3 separate regions of the Sus scrofa genome follow, and regions 1 and 3 are each linked to region 2. The links are chromatin contacts, called in public HiChIP or PLAC-seq maps. All regions are on one chromosome and are shown on one strand. The core of a region is the stretch at or near the end of the contact, and the rest is flanking DNA. Distances in the headings are between cores, read along the strand shown. Region 1 overlaps PPARD (peroxisome proliferator activated receptor delta). Region 2 holds the start of PPARD (peroxisome proliferator activated receptor delta). Region 3 holds the start of RPL10A (ribosomal protein L10a).

The links. HiChIP or PLAC-seq counts read pairs in DNA pulled down with a chosen protein or histone mark.
Region 1: a contact with region 2 is called in an H3K27ac HiChIP or PLAC-seq map of skeletal muscle. The contact joins the enhancer-like site here to the promoter of PPARD in region 2. A contact is called at or near these places in 5 of 5 promoter capture datasets (fetal liver, fetal skeletal muscle, liver and 1 more), 28 of 47 Hi-C or Micro-C datasets (adipose tissue, alveolar macrophages, blood and 13 more) and 2 of 2 datasets of contacts at active chromatin or transcription factors (alveolar macrophages and skeletal muscle).
Region 3: an H3K27ac HiChIP or PLAC-seq map of alveolar macrophages shows a contact between it and region 2. The contact joins the promoter of RPL10A here to the promoter of PPARD in region 2. A contact is called at or near these places in 2 of 5 promoter capture datasets (fetal skeletal muscle and skeletal muscle), 9 of 47 Hi-C or Micro-C datasets (alveolar macrophages, blood, embryonic fibroblasts and 5 more) and 2 of 2 datasets of contacts at active chromatin or transcription factors (alveolar macrophages and skeletal muscle).

What each region holds. Positions count from the first base shown.
Region 1 is chr7:31,287,981-31,292,172 of Sscrofa11.1, forward strand. It overlaps PPARD (peroxisome proliferator activated receptor delta), which reads left to right. Exons shown (of 8, transcript NM_214152.2): 4 at 1,722-1,876; 5 at 2,631-2,769; 6 at 3,931-4,133. Among named protein-coding and RNA genes, the nearest start is that of RPL10A, 38 kb to the right of the region's middle. Within about 2 kb of position 1,566, at least 36 of the 83 cell types and tissues checked have an H3K27ac peak or open chromatin away from gene starts, as enhancers often do. A contact at or near this core is called in adipose tissue, alveolar macrophages, fetal liver and 6 more, where this site is marked.
Region 2 is chr7:31,220,098-31,224,030 of Sscrofa11.1, forward strand. It overlaps PPARD (peroxisome proliferator activated receptor delta), which reads left to right and starts at 2,445. Exons shown (of 8, transcript NM_214152.2): 1 at 2,445-2,574.
Region 3 is chr7:31,325,992-31,329,780 of Sscrofa11.1, forward strand. RPL10A (ribosomal protein L10a) reads left to right here and starts at 1,772. Exons shown (of 6, transcript NM_001097477.2): 1 at 1,772-1,837; 2 at 2,198-2,272; 3 at 2,356-2,436; 4 at 2,790-2,938. The coding sequence starts at 1,833.

The DNA of each region.
Region 1 (4,192 bases), core at 316-2,815, 67 kb after region 2:
GGACCCCACCCCAGGCTTGGGTTTCTGTGAAGCTGCGGGAAGGGGAACAAACAGCCAGAAGAAGAGGCATGATCGCTGCCTTTGTGGGACACAGCTTGGGAACTGCAGAACCACAGCTCCCGTGTCACATTCTCACCCCTCTTCCTGCTGCTTCTGAGGACCTGGAAGCCAGCCTGGGAGTCACCTAAAGCCCTGACCTTTGAGCCAGGGAGGGGAGCAGTCACCTTGCCTGACAGCCTCACACCCAGTGATGGCTCCCTCGCAATCCCGCCCTGCACCGCCTGCCCCCGGCCAGCCCTGCCCCTCGCCGCCTTGTGTTCTGCTTTCCCCCCACCTCTTTCCTTCTTGGGCCAGTTGAGGGCAGGGTCTGACTGCTGCCCTGCATGCAGCAGGTGCCCATCAGGTGTCCACTGAATGAAAGAGGGGGGCAGGGCCAACAGCAACCTGGTGACCAGACATATGCCAGGCCTCAGGGCCCCGAGGGTGACAAGGAAGGGCCACCAGGAAGTGACTGGTCACTATGGACATGGCTCGATGGAGGATTGAGATCCAGAGGAAATGTGCATAGAGTCTAGCAGAGGAGGCAGACGTGCAAACCACAAAAACAACACTGCTTTCAAGAAGTGCCAGAAGGCGAACATGCACACAGACTGCACACATCAGGGAGGAGGTGCCGGAAACCCTCCCTACCCCCTACCTAGCACCTGCTCAGCTCTCTGCAGAGGTTTTGATGTGTTAGGTCGCTCTCCCAGCGTCTGGTAGCGGGAGCTCTGTCGCTCCTGTGACACCGCTTCCAGGAGCGGCGGGCCCTCCACCACTTGGTGCTGAGGTCCCATCACCCAGGCAGCTTGAGGAGTCGCTGGGTGGCTGCTCTGTACCCAGCAGCAGCGCCCTGGTGGACAGGGTTCCGCCCTGTGGCCCTTACCTTTTGGTGGGGGGCACCCAACACTGAGCCAGTACGAAGGCTTTGTGCTCCCAGGCTTCTGGCTCCCCACAGCACGTGCCCAGGAGGTGGAAGGAGCAGAAAGGGGGGCACCGTCACACCATTGGAATGACCCAAGTTTGGGGGCTAAGGCTCTGGGACAGGCCAGGGACTCTTGTCGCCCTCCCCTGCCCAAGAGGGGAGCAGCTGCTGTGCTCCCCTCCCCACGGCCTGGAGGGGTCCTGCTGGAGGCTTTCCTGCTGTCACTCCTGGGAATCCAGTTTCTGGGGAAGGAGGGGTGGGCCCTGCCAAGGCCTGCACTCTGTGGCCTCCACAAAACACACCATGCATGGTCCCCTGTAGCCCACACAGTGGAGCCTCTTCAGCCAGGAGAGCCGCCTCCTGAGGACGATCCAAAGAGAATCTTCAGGCTTCTTCCCTCTGCTCCCCCTCCCCAAACACAGCCACCCCCCACCCTCCCGCTGAGGGTGGGTGCAGGCGGGGAGGCTCTGACTACACAGATACACTATCTAGTGAGGCATTTCGGGAACACCTGCTGGGCGTCAGGGCTGGGGCAAAGCTGTGGCCACTGCTCACCTCCTGTCATTAAGCCCGTGTTCTAGATAAAGAGGCTGATTCTCGGAAAGGCCACGTAGATCTTAGGTGACTGAGCCAAGGCTGTGATTTGGCAAGGCCGGCTCTTCCTGAGGTCTGTGTGGCCCTGGGGGCTCCAGCCACCTCCCCCCCCCCCCCCCCCGGCCTGGCCGACTGTGACCCGCTGCCCCTGCTGTGTCTGCAGATCTCTCCCAGAGCTGCTCTCCACCCGCGCTGCTGGACCAGCTGCAGATGGGCTGCGACGGGGCCTCGTGCGGTGGCCTCAGCATGGAGTGCCGGGTGTGCGGGGACAAGGCATCAGGCTTCCACTACGGAGTCCACGCTTGCGAGGGGTGCAAGGTACGGGCAGTGGAGGGGTGGCTGCCTGGCGGGGCTGTGGTCACGTGCTGAATAGACCTGCCAGAAAGGCTTTCCCTGCTGCGGGGCGAGGCCCTGACTGTACCCATGGCGGAATTCCTACTTGGGAGGCAGCCAGGCCCTTGCGCGCCTTCCAGGCTTAGCTCTGGGTCCTGCCCGCCATTCGTGGTGCTGACCCAGCCTCTCACGTGGGCTCTCTGGGCTGCTGGCGCCCCCTGGGGACTGGACACGAGAAGACAGGCAGGACAGGATGAGGGTCTTGGGCTTGAGCCCTGTGGTCAGGGTTTCCTGTGCCTTAAGGCCCCAGGGGGCGCTCCGATAAAAAAGGAAACGTTGTATTTCTTTTTCCAGTGGTGCTTGTAGGTTCTTCCTCCTTACTGCACCCCCATCAAAATTTCACGTCTTATTTTATTAAATGACTCTCCAGGAAAGATGCAGAACCACATTTATGAATAAACCAGCTTAGCCACAATATAATTTTATGTTACCAAACCAACAAAAACGCACTTGAAATCAATATGGCATCATATTTTAATTATTTCAGAAGGTTTAGAGTTGTTCACTTTCCTTCTCCCTCTCCCTTCCCAAAGTACTTCCCCCCATCACTTCCAAGTTGAGGAATTGCTCCATCCTGATGCACAGTCGAGCCCCCAGCACGGCCCCACGGGCAGCGCAGGAACCATCTTTCTCCCTTCTTCGTGGCTTTTCTCACCCTCCCTCATCCGCTGTCCCACAGGGCTTCTTCCGCCGGACAATCCGCATGAAGCTGGAGTACGAGAAGTGTGAGCGGATCTGCAAGATCCAGAAGAAGAACCGCAACAAGTGCCAGTACTGCCGCTTCCAGAAATGCCTGGCGCTGGGCATGTCTCACAACGGTGAGCCGGCCGGGTGGCGCATGGGCAGCTGGCACGGGCATCACGGGGCCAGGTTCCGGGAGCCCAGAGACAGAAGGGAGTGCCCTCAGAGCAGTGCCCGACACCGTGGGCACGCAGGTCGGCCACTGGCCTTGCCAAGCTTTTCCTGATTTGCAGCGCCACTGGGTTAGCCCCTCCCCAGACCTCAGGGTTGACTGAACTCTTCTCACTTCTCCTCTGAGAGAAGCCAGCTGCAGACCCTGCTGGTTACTAGGATTTCTGAATGCTCCCCAGGGGAGTAGTTGTGTTTAATTCCGACAGCCTAGTAAGATTTAAGTATTAACCCCATCTCTCTCATGAAAAAAGTGAGGTAGCCTGCCTGAAGTCACACAGCCAACAAGCTGCCACGATGGAGCTCAGGCGCAGGCCTTTGACACCAGAGACGGTCTTCCTGCCTCGCTGCCCCCCTCCCAACCAGAGGGACTCAGTCACACCATGAGTTAGGGTCCCATGTGCCCAGCACTGTGAGCCCAGCCTCCTGGAACCTATGTTCTAGAGGGTTCCCCAGCATCCCCCTTGCTAGTTCTAGAGCTTCTGAGGGCCCCATGCTCAAAATATGCATCTCTGGGAGTTCCCATCATGGCTCAGGGGTTAACGAACCCTACTAGCATCCATGAGAACTTGGGTTCAGTCCTTGGCCTCACTCAGTCAGTTAAGGATCCAGCATTGCCCTGAGCTGCGGTGTAGGTCGCAGACACAGCTCGGATCCCGCATTGCTGTGGCTCTGGCGTAGGCCAGTGGCTATAGCTCTGATTAGACCCCTAGCCTGGGAATCTCCATATGCCATGAGTATGGCCTCAAAAAGACAAAAAAAAAAAAAAAAATGCATCTCTGGGGAGTTCCTATATGGCTCAGCAGGTTATGAACCTGACTAGCATCCATGGGGATGCAGGTTCGGTCCCTGCCCTTGCTCAGTGGGTTAACGATCCGGCGTTGCCGTGAGCTGTGGTGTAGACCAACGGCTAGAACTCCAATTCGACCCCTAGCCTGGGAACCGCAATGTGCCGCAGGTGTGGGCCTAAAAAGGACCAAGAAAAAAACACATCTCTGTCTTTGCTCGTGTACCTTAGAGGTGCTGCCACTGCCCGGGCTCCTCCATGACTGTCCCCCTTCCCTATGCAGCCATTCGCTTTGGCCGGATGCCCGAGGCAGAGAAAAGGAAGCTGGTGGCTGGGCTGACGGCAAACGAGGGGAGTCAGCACAACCCGCAGGTGGCTGACCTGAAGGCCTTCTCCAAGCACCTCTACAGCGCCTACCTGAAAAACTTCAACATGACCAAAAAGAAGGCCCGCGCCATCCTCACCGGCAAGGCCAGCCACACAGCGGTGAGTGTCCCTGCGCAGCCCGGCTGTCCCCGCTGCTGCCTGCCTCCTCCCTCCCCTCA
Region 2 (3,933 bases), core at 1,195-3,694:
AACTAGGAACCATGTGGTTTCGGGTTCGGTCCCTGCCCTTGCTCAGTGGGTTAATGATCCGGCGTTGCGGTGAGCTGTGGTGTAGGTTGCAGACGCGGCTCGGATCCTGCGTTGCTGTGGCTCTGGTGTAGGCCGGTGGCCACGGCTCCGATTGGACCCCTAGCCTGGGAACCTCCATATGCCTCGGGAGCGGCCCAAGAAATAGCAAAAAGACCAAAAAAAAAAAAAAATGCATTAATGCATTTAATGGTGCTCCTAGAATTTCTTGAAGGGAAGTAACTGTCTTTATTAGGGGAAATAAGACTTTAGAGGAAGAAAGTGAGATCTTCAGGGCATGAGTGTTGACAGGAACCCTAGCGATGAAGATAGATGAACATATATGGTTAGGGAGTTCTCTCTGTGGTACAAAAGGATTGGTGGCATCTCTGCAGTGCCAGGATGCAGGTTCAATATCCAGCCCAGCACAGTGGGTTAAAAGGATCCAGTGTTGGAGTTCCCATCATGGCTCAGCAGTAACCTGACTACTATCCACAAGGACACAGGTTTGATCCCTGGCCTTGCTCAGTGGGTTAAGGATCTGGTGTTGCCAGCTCCGATTCGACTCCTTGCCTGGGAATTTCCATTAGCCATGGGTACAGCCCTAAAAAAAAAAAAAAAAAAAAAAAAATCCAGTGTTGTCATAGCTGCATGTAGGTTGCAGCTGTGGCTTGGATCTAATCCCTGACCTGGGAACTCCATATGCCTCAGGGCAGCCAAAGAGGAAAAAAAAAAAAAAAAAAAGATAAATGGTTAGAATGCCTCTTCCTGAATGGGAAGCTGGAAGAATTTGGGTTTTTTTTCTCCAGAGAGGATGGGATAGAGGAGAGAAGGATGGGGCAGGGAGAAGAGGTAATAATTTGGGAAAAGGCCAGGCCCTAAGGGGTAAAGAGCCAGTCATAAAACCTCAAAGGAGGGTACAGAAAGAACTTTAAAAGAATGTCAGGAGTGTGAGTTTAAACTGTTTGCAGGAGTTCCCTTCATGGCTCAGCGGTTAACAAGCCCGACTAGGATCCAAGAGGATGCAGGTTCAATCCCTGGCCTTGTTCAGTGGGTTAAGGATCCAGCATTGCTGTGGCGCAGGCCAGCAGCTGTAGCTCTGATTTGACCCCTCACCTAAGAACTTCCATATGCCGCAGGTGTGGCCCTAAAAAACAAAAAACAAACAAATAAAAATAAACTTTGCAGTGCATCATATGACTATGCCCCAGGGCTGGGGGCATCCTAAACTCTCTACCCATGAATGTTTTGTGTGGGAAGAGGTGTGGGCAGTTCTCGGGAAGGGCTAAGTTTCATTTGGACATTTCTGAACCGTGTGACTGCAACAGCCTGGCAGAAGCTGGAGCCCCGGAGACAGAGAGATTTAGAATTGAAAGCTGCCAGAAATTTGCAGAAATCTTAGGGAAGGCTTTGGCTTCTACAAACCATTACTTCAATATCAAAGGCAAGGAGGTTAACATCTGAATGACAAAAGTAGTGTACATTCATTTCAAAAAGTAGAGAAGAAAAAAAAGAAGCAGGCATTCCTTTGCGGAGCGGTGGGTTAGGGATCCGGTGTTGTCACTGCAGCAGCCTGGGTCACTTGCTGTGGATTGGGTTCCATCCCTGGCCGGGTTGCATGCTGCAGGTGCAACCAAAAAAACCCTTCCCCAAAACCAAACCAAAACAAAAGACCATCGTTAAGAAGCAAGAATAGCGAGTCTCCCTTGTGGCTAAGTGGAAACGAACACGACTAGTATCCAGGAGGATGTGAATTCGATCCCGGCATCTCCGATTTGATCCACAGCCTGGGAACTTCGCATGCTGTACCTGCCACCCCACCCCGCCAAATCGAGGACATAATTTTCTACAACAGTATGGAGGATGTTCCCCATTTAGGCGAGCAAGCATATTAAATAAATAGGAAGACAGGTAAGAAGTCCAGAACCATACATTTCTAGTTGCAGAAGCCTCATGAGGGAGCGAAGCCCTTTTGTGAAAATTATAGGCAGCACAGTTTCCTCCAGGAGAATCTGGATACCCAATTTGGATATCCAGGTTCTAGCCTCAGCATTGCTTCTCACTGCAAGTCACGTAGCTTCTCTGGGATTGTTTCTTCACTGGAAGGATGAGGAGATGGTACGAGATAATCTCTAAATTCCCTTCCAGCTTTAAATTCCCTTTTGTGATATTTGCCACACCTGTTTTACTAGCCTTGGAGCTTCCTCCCCGGCTCCTCCCCCAGCAGCCGCGCCACTGGCTCGCACCAGAGGGCGCTCTAAGCGGACCCAGGGCAGCGTGCGGTGGGCGGAGTGGTGATTCAGGGGAGTCTCCAGAAGCTCGGTAATTGGCCGCGGTCCGGACGGAAGGGGGCGTGGGGAAAGGGGAGGGGACGAGCTGCGCGATGACGTCGACTGGCGGGGGCGGGGCTGGACCGCGCAGCGTGTGACGCCACGGCCGCCGCGGAGCTGGGATTAATGGGAAAAGTTTTGGCAGGGGCCGGAGGACCCTGCGGAGCCTGCCGGACGGTGGCGGTGGCGCGGGGGGCAGCCAAGTCAGGTCAGTCTGGATCCGGGGAAGTGGATAGGCAAGCAGCGGAGGGAAGCAGCAGGCCTGAGCTGAGGCGGGCAACGGGGCTGGAGCGCAAGGCCCGGCGGGCTGTGGGGTAGGGGAGCCGCAGGGGTCCTTGGACCCAGCTACAGCTGCTTCCTGTTGCCTCCGGCCCCCCGCCGGTCCACGGTCGTTAGTTGCTCTGCAGGCGCCCCGCTCTGCTGACCCGGTGCCCCCAGGCTTTGGACGCCCATCCCTGTTTAAGCCTGAACCGCGGGCCTCCCCCCAGTCCTCCCCCCCGCACCCCGCACTCTGTGTCCCCTCTTTGGGCCTCTTACTCCGTCTCCTCCCACTTCTGTGTTCTGAGAGCTGGGTCTCAGGTTGGAGGTCCTCTCCCACTCCCCACCCTTGCCTCCAGGCTCTTCCTTCATCCCTTACCTGGTACCCAAATCAGTCGCCCTCTCTACCCAGGGTGTCCTCGGAGATCATCTCTGACCCCTCGTTATCCTGCCTTTGTCGTCCCATCCTTGCTCTCTCAGTCTGCTCTCTTTTCCCATCCTTATCCTTTCCTTACCTGGTGTTAAGCTCCCCGTCGTCTTCTTCGCGGTATTAGGCTTTTTCAGCCGGTGTCTGCAATCCCAGTCAACCTACGCCCCTCCTACCCAGGTTGCCCCCAGAGGCCCTGTTTTTGCTTCATTCTCTGATTTCCTTCCAGTTAGCCCTGTCCCCTGCATTCCTGACACCCGTCTCCCTTCCCTCCCAGTTCTTTGCCTCTGCTTCTGGGAGAAGCATTAGTTCCAAATACAACTTTGCTTTCCTTTGACCTGCAGTTGAGAGAGTCATGGTTTGGGGGCGGGGGTGTTCAGCCCGCGATTGAAGTAAGAGACTGAATGTCAGCGGTAAATAGCAGGTATGTCTGTGTGGGAGAATTTACTGGGGCGTTGCATCAAGGATCATGTCCAATTTGTAGACCATTCTTCTAATCTCAGCTCTAGTACTTCCCCTTTATGGGTCTGTTGACTTCCAGGAACCCTTGAGGAGAGACTGGCCGCTGAATTGGACCTGTGCCAGGGGTAGCTGGAGGCCTTATCCAACCCTTTTCCCCTTCCAGGAAGCAGGGCTTTGTGGCTTTACACTCTGGATGTACTGTATACATTTAAGTCATGATACCCCAGCCTGTCTCTGCCCTCACTCCCACCCTCCACCCTGTACCCCATCCCAAGAGCTAAAAGAAGTCTCCAGAAGCTATGCCCCAGAGAATGCCTGTGGTCTTCAACCTTTTTCCTCTGTACTGGCTCCAGAACATTTTTTTTTTTTTTTTTTCCTGTTTGAGTTTTGAAATAGATTGCCAGCCTGATGGCCCTGGGG
Region 3 (3,789 bases), core at 522-3,021, 110 kb after region 2:
GAAGGGATCGGCTGCTGGAGTCCTGATGCGATTCTTCCTTCTCTCCAGATCACTGAGCCCCAGAGGCTAGGCCTGGCCACAGCCCTAGAGCTCAACACCACTTTCCTGAGGAAGTCCCTGCTGGCCGCCCTGAGGCATCTGGCTCCCTGACGGTCCACCAGAGACCACCCTCCTGGGGCTCCTGAAGGACACTTCTGCCCTCAGCACCTCATCCTGACCCCTTGCCTGGCCAGCCCAGGGATCAGCTGCCTCCCTGTTCCCGGCTGCAGAGCGGCTGCCTGGGTCTCCCAGCCAACAGGATGGGGCTGGGGCTGGCTGAGCTGTATTACCAAGGGCTGCCGACCCTGGGCTCCCTCCCCATCACTTCTACCTCAGGCTGTGGGACAGAAACTTTTAAGACAGGCCTCAATAGGGAAGTTCCCTTGTGGCGCATGGGGTTAAGGATCCAGTGCTGCTGCAGCTGTAGCACAGGCTGTAACTGTGGCGCAGGTTCAGTCCCTGACTCAGGAACTTCTGCATGCTGCAGGCATGGCCAAAAAAGAAGGGGGGGGGGCAAAGGCCTTAGGTCTCAGTAGGGTCAAAGCAGACCCAAAGTGGATGGATGATGCTCCAGGAGCCCTGGGGGACCTATGTGCTCAGCACAAATCTCTTGTGCCCAAGTGTATGTTATGATCCTCTGTGTTCTTGTTTCTGACTTGAAAAGTAATTTATCAGTGGTATTTAATAAAAAGCAGGAAGTTCAATTATGTGTTATTCGAAGCAGTGCCTGCTTTCCTATCATCTCTGGACATTTGTTGACAATCAACATACACCCCCCCCCGAGCCCCCACGCCCAGTGACAGGGGGCACCTTTTTTCCCTGGTGAAATGCTCTATGAAGGGAAGGCGGTTGAGTTTGAAGTTCATTCACCTTCTGTGGGCCGGATCATGTGTGGTACCACCCATCCCAGCCCTGTCAGAGCTGTTGGTTGAGTAGGTGGGGCTGTGCATCCCGCCCTGGGAAAGGGGGGCTTGAGGGTGCGAGTCACTCAGCCTGGAGTTGGGAAGTCTTCGGGGCAGATGGCATGTGAGGAGGCATCTGAAGGGCTCTTGAGGTTACTGTGAACGGAGAGGATGGGGGGCCTGTTGGACAGAGAAGAGGCAGAAAGGGTGTACAGTACTGTGGGCATGTCTGTACTAAGCTAAGCTATATTTTCCCACAGCACTTAGCTGTTCATAGTAAACGCTTAACCTATAGATATCATTGAATCAACTATCAGGTAAAAAATTTCATTACAAAACCTTTCCCGCTCTTTCCATGGCAGGCTCAGAGGGTCCAGGAACAGAACTCTTTCTCACAACTTCCTCAGAACCGTGAGCCCCGTTAGAGCAAGATGATGAAGGAGAGAGGTCAGGAGTAAAGCCTGTTTTTGAGAAGAGAAGCAGATGCGGAGGGCAGGTGGAACCAGGCGCACGTTTGTGTGATAAACATGCAGGAGGAGCTGCATCTTCTTAGCGGCCATCAGGGTGCGGTGCCCGGCAGTGTGACTGCTGTACTTCCAGCCCCGGACCTAGCCTCTTTCCTAAGGGCCTGGCAGCAGCTGCTGTGAAAGGGAGCATTCTCAGGTGCGCCCTGGACCACCGCGGCTCATGATTGTCCTCTCGCAGACCTAGCCTTGCAACACGCAGCAGCGGCGCCCTCGTGCGGCCGCAGACAGCGGCGCTCCGGGAGATTGAGGGAGGGCTCCGGTGGGAAGCCGCGGGAACAAAGCATCTCTCGCGAGAACAAGGTCCTATTTGAGCGCATGCGCGAGCTAGTCACTTTCTTTTCCGGTTATCGCTGCGCCAGGCACCATGAGGTGAGAGTTACTCCATGCTATCCGCACTCATCCGCTCTGCCGGGTGACCCTGTGGGAAGGGAGACACAGCGAAATCGGAGGTCCTTGCTCCTTGCTTCGCTGAAGGGCGTTTGTTGTCAGGTTTCGGCCTTCAGGCCTGGCGTTCGACTTAGCGCGCCAAGCTTGGTCGCCTAAGTCGGGTGCCACTTCGGCGAGGTTTGCATCTGCTTCTTGGGTCCACATCGCCCCCCTTTGGTGGCCGGAGTCCCCAGGAGTCGGTCGTGGACCTTCCTCGCGTCTCTAAACATGAGGCTTCTGACCCCCGGAGGCAGTGGTCATGGCTCTCGGGTCCTGAGCGCTCGTCTTGTTTATCTCTTGCAGCAGCAAAGTCTCTCGCGACACCCTGTACGAGGCGGTGCGGGAGGTCCTGCACGGGAACCAGCGCAAGCGCCGGAAGTAAGCGCGGGCCTCCGCGGGCAGGGCGGGCTGGGCTGGGCCGGGGAGCCGCGGCCCCCGGCTAACTTTGTTCGCTCTCTAAGGTTTTTGGAGACGGTGGAGCTTCAGATCAGCCTGAAGAACTATGACCCACAGAAGGACAAACGCTTCTCGGGCACCGTCAGGTTGGCACCGTTCTGACCCCACCCAGCCCTCAGTGTCCCCGTGCCCGGCTCCTCCCTTCAGGCTCCTGTTGAGCCCGAGGCGGCGGGGCACGTGCGGCCCTGAAGTGCGTGGGTAGTTCAGACCCCCTGCTCCGGGCAGGCGTGGCTGGACGGACCCCCACCCTGGGTCTTAAAAGAAGAGGGGAGGCGTGGGGAGGCTTTGGCCGAACCCGCCGGCTAGTTTGAGAAGCCAGACTAGCTGCTGGTGAATGTGGACGCTCTGGGTAAGGCTCAGTGCTGTGGCGGTCCCAGACCCCTTCACCTGCACGTGGGACCCCGGGCTGCGCATGACCTGTTCTGTCCCCCTAACGCAGGCTTAAGTCTACTCCCCGCCCCAAGTTCTCCGTGTGTGTCCTGGGAGACCAGCAGCATTGTGATGAGGCCAAGGCTGTGGATATCCCGCACATGGACATCGAGGCACTGAAGAAACTCAACAAGAATAAGAAACTGGTCAAGAAGCTGGGTGAGCGGTTCCTCGTGTGATTTTTTGTATAAGTGTTGGGGTGGGGGCAGTTCTCGTGGGAGCGGTTTGTTATGAGTGGTCTTTCTGCCACTTAGATTTCAAAGTGCTGGAGTAAAGTCATAAAGATACAGTGACAGAAAGGATGTGCTGTGGTTGGCTAATGTGATTTTTTCTTATCTTGTTTTTGGCAGTTTACTGTTCATTTTGATGGTCACACCGATGGTATATGGAAGTTTCTGGGCCGGGGATTTAATTTGAGCCGCTGCATTTTGCTTCTTGACCCCCTGCCACAGCCCTGAATTTTTTTTTTTTTTTTTTGTCTTTTTGCCTTTAGTAGGGCTGCTTCCCACAGCACATAGAGGTTCCCAGGCTAGGGGTCTAATCAGAGCTGTAGCCGCCGGCCTACACCACAGCCACAGCAATGCGGGATCCGAGCTGCCTCTGCAGCCTACACCACAGCTCACAGCAATGCTGGATCCTTGACCCACTGAGCGAGGGCAGGGACCGAACCCGAAACCTCATGGTTCCTAGTCGGATTCATTAACCACTGCACCACAACGGGAACTCCCCCCCCCTTTTTTAATTTTTTTTTTTTAACGCAAGAAATGGATTTATTAAGATAGGACACTTGTAAGATGCAAGCGGGCAGGCAAGGAAGCTCTGCTTAATTTTTATTTTTAAGGGAAGCAGGCCAGGGAGTGGTTCTTAAGCAAGGTGACAGGTTAATCTTTGTTCTGTGATTTGAGCGTTTTACAGATTGAGACACTCCCTTCTTGTTTGTAGCTAGAAAGTTAGGAAGGCAGGATTTGAAGCCAGGCAGTCTTAACTGGAGTGACCATTTACCATTGCAC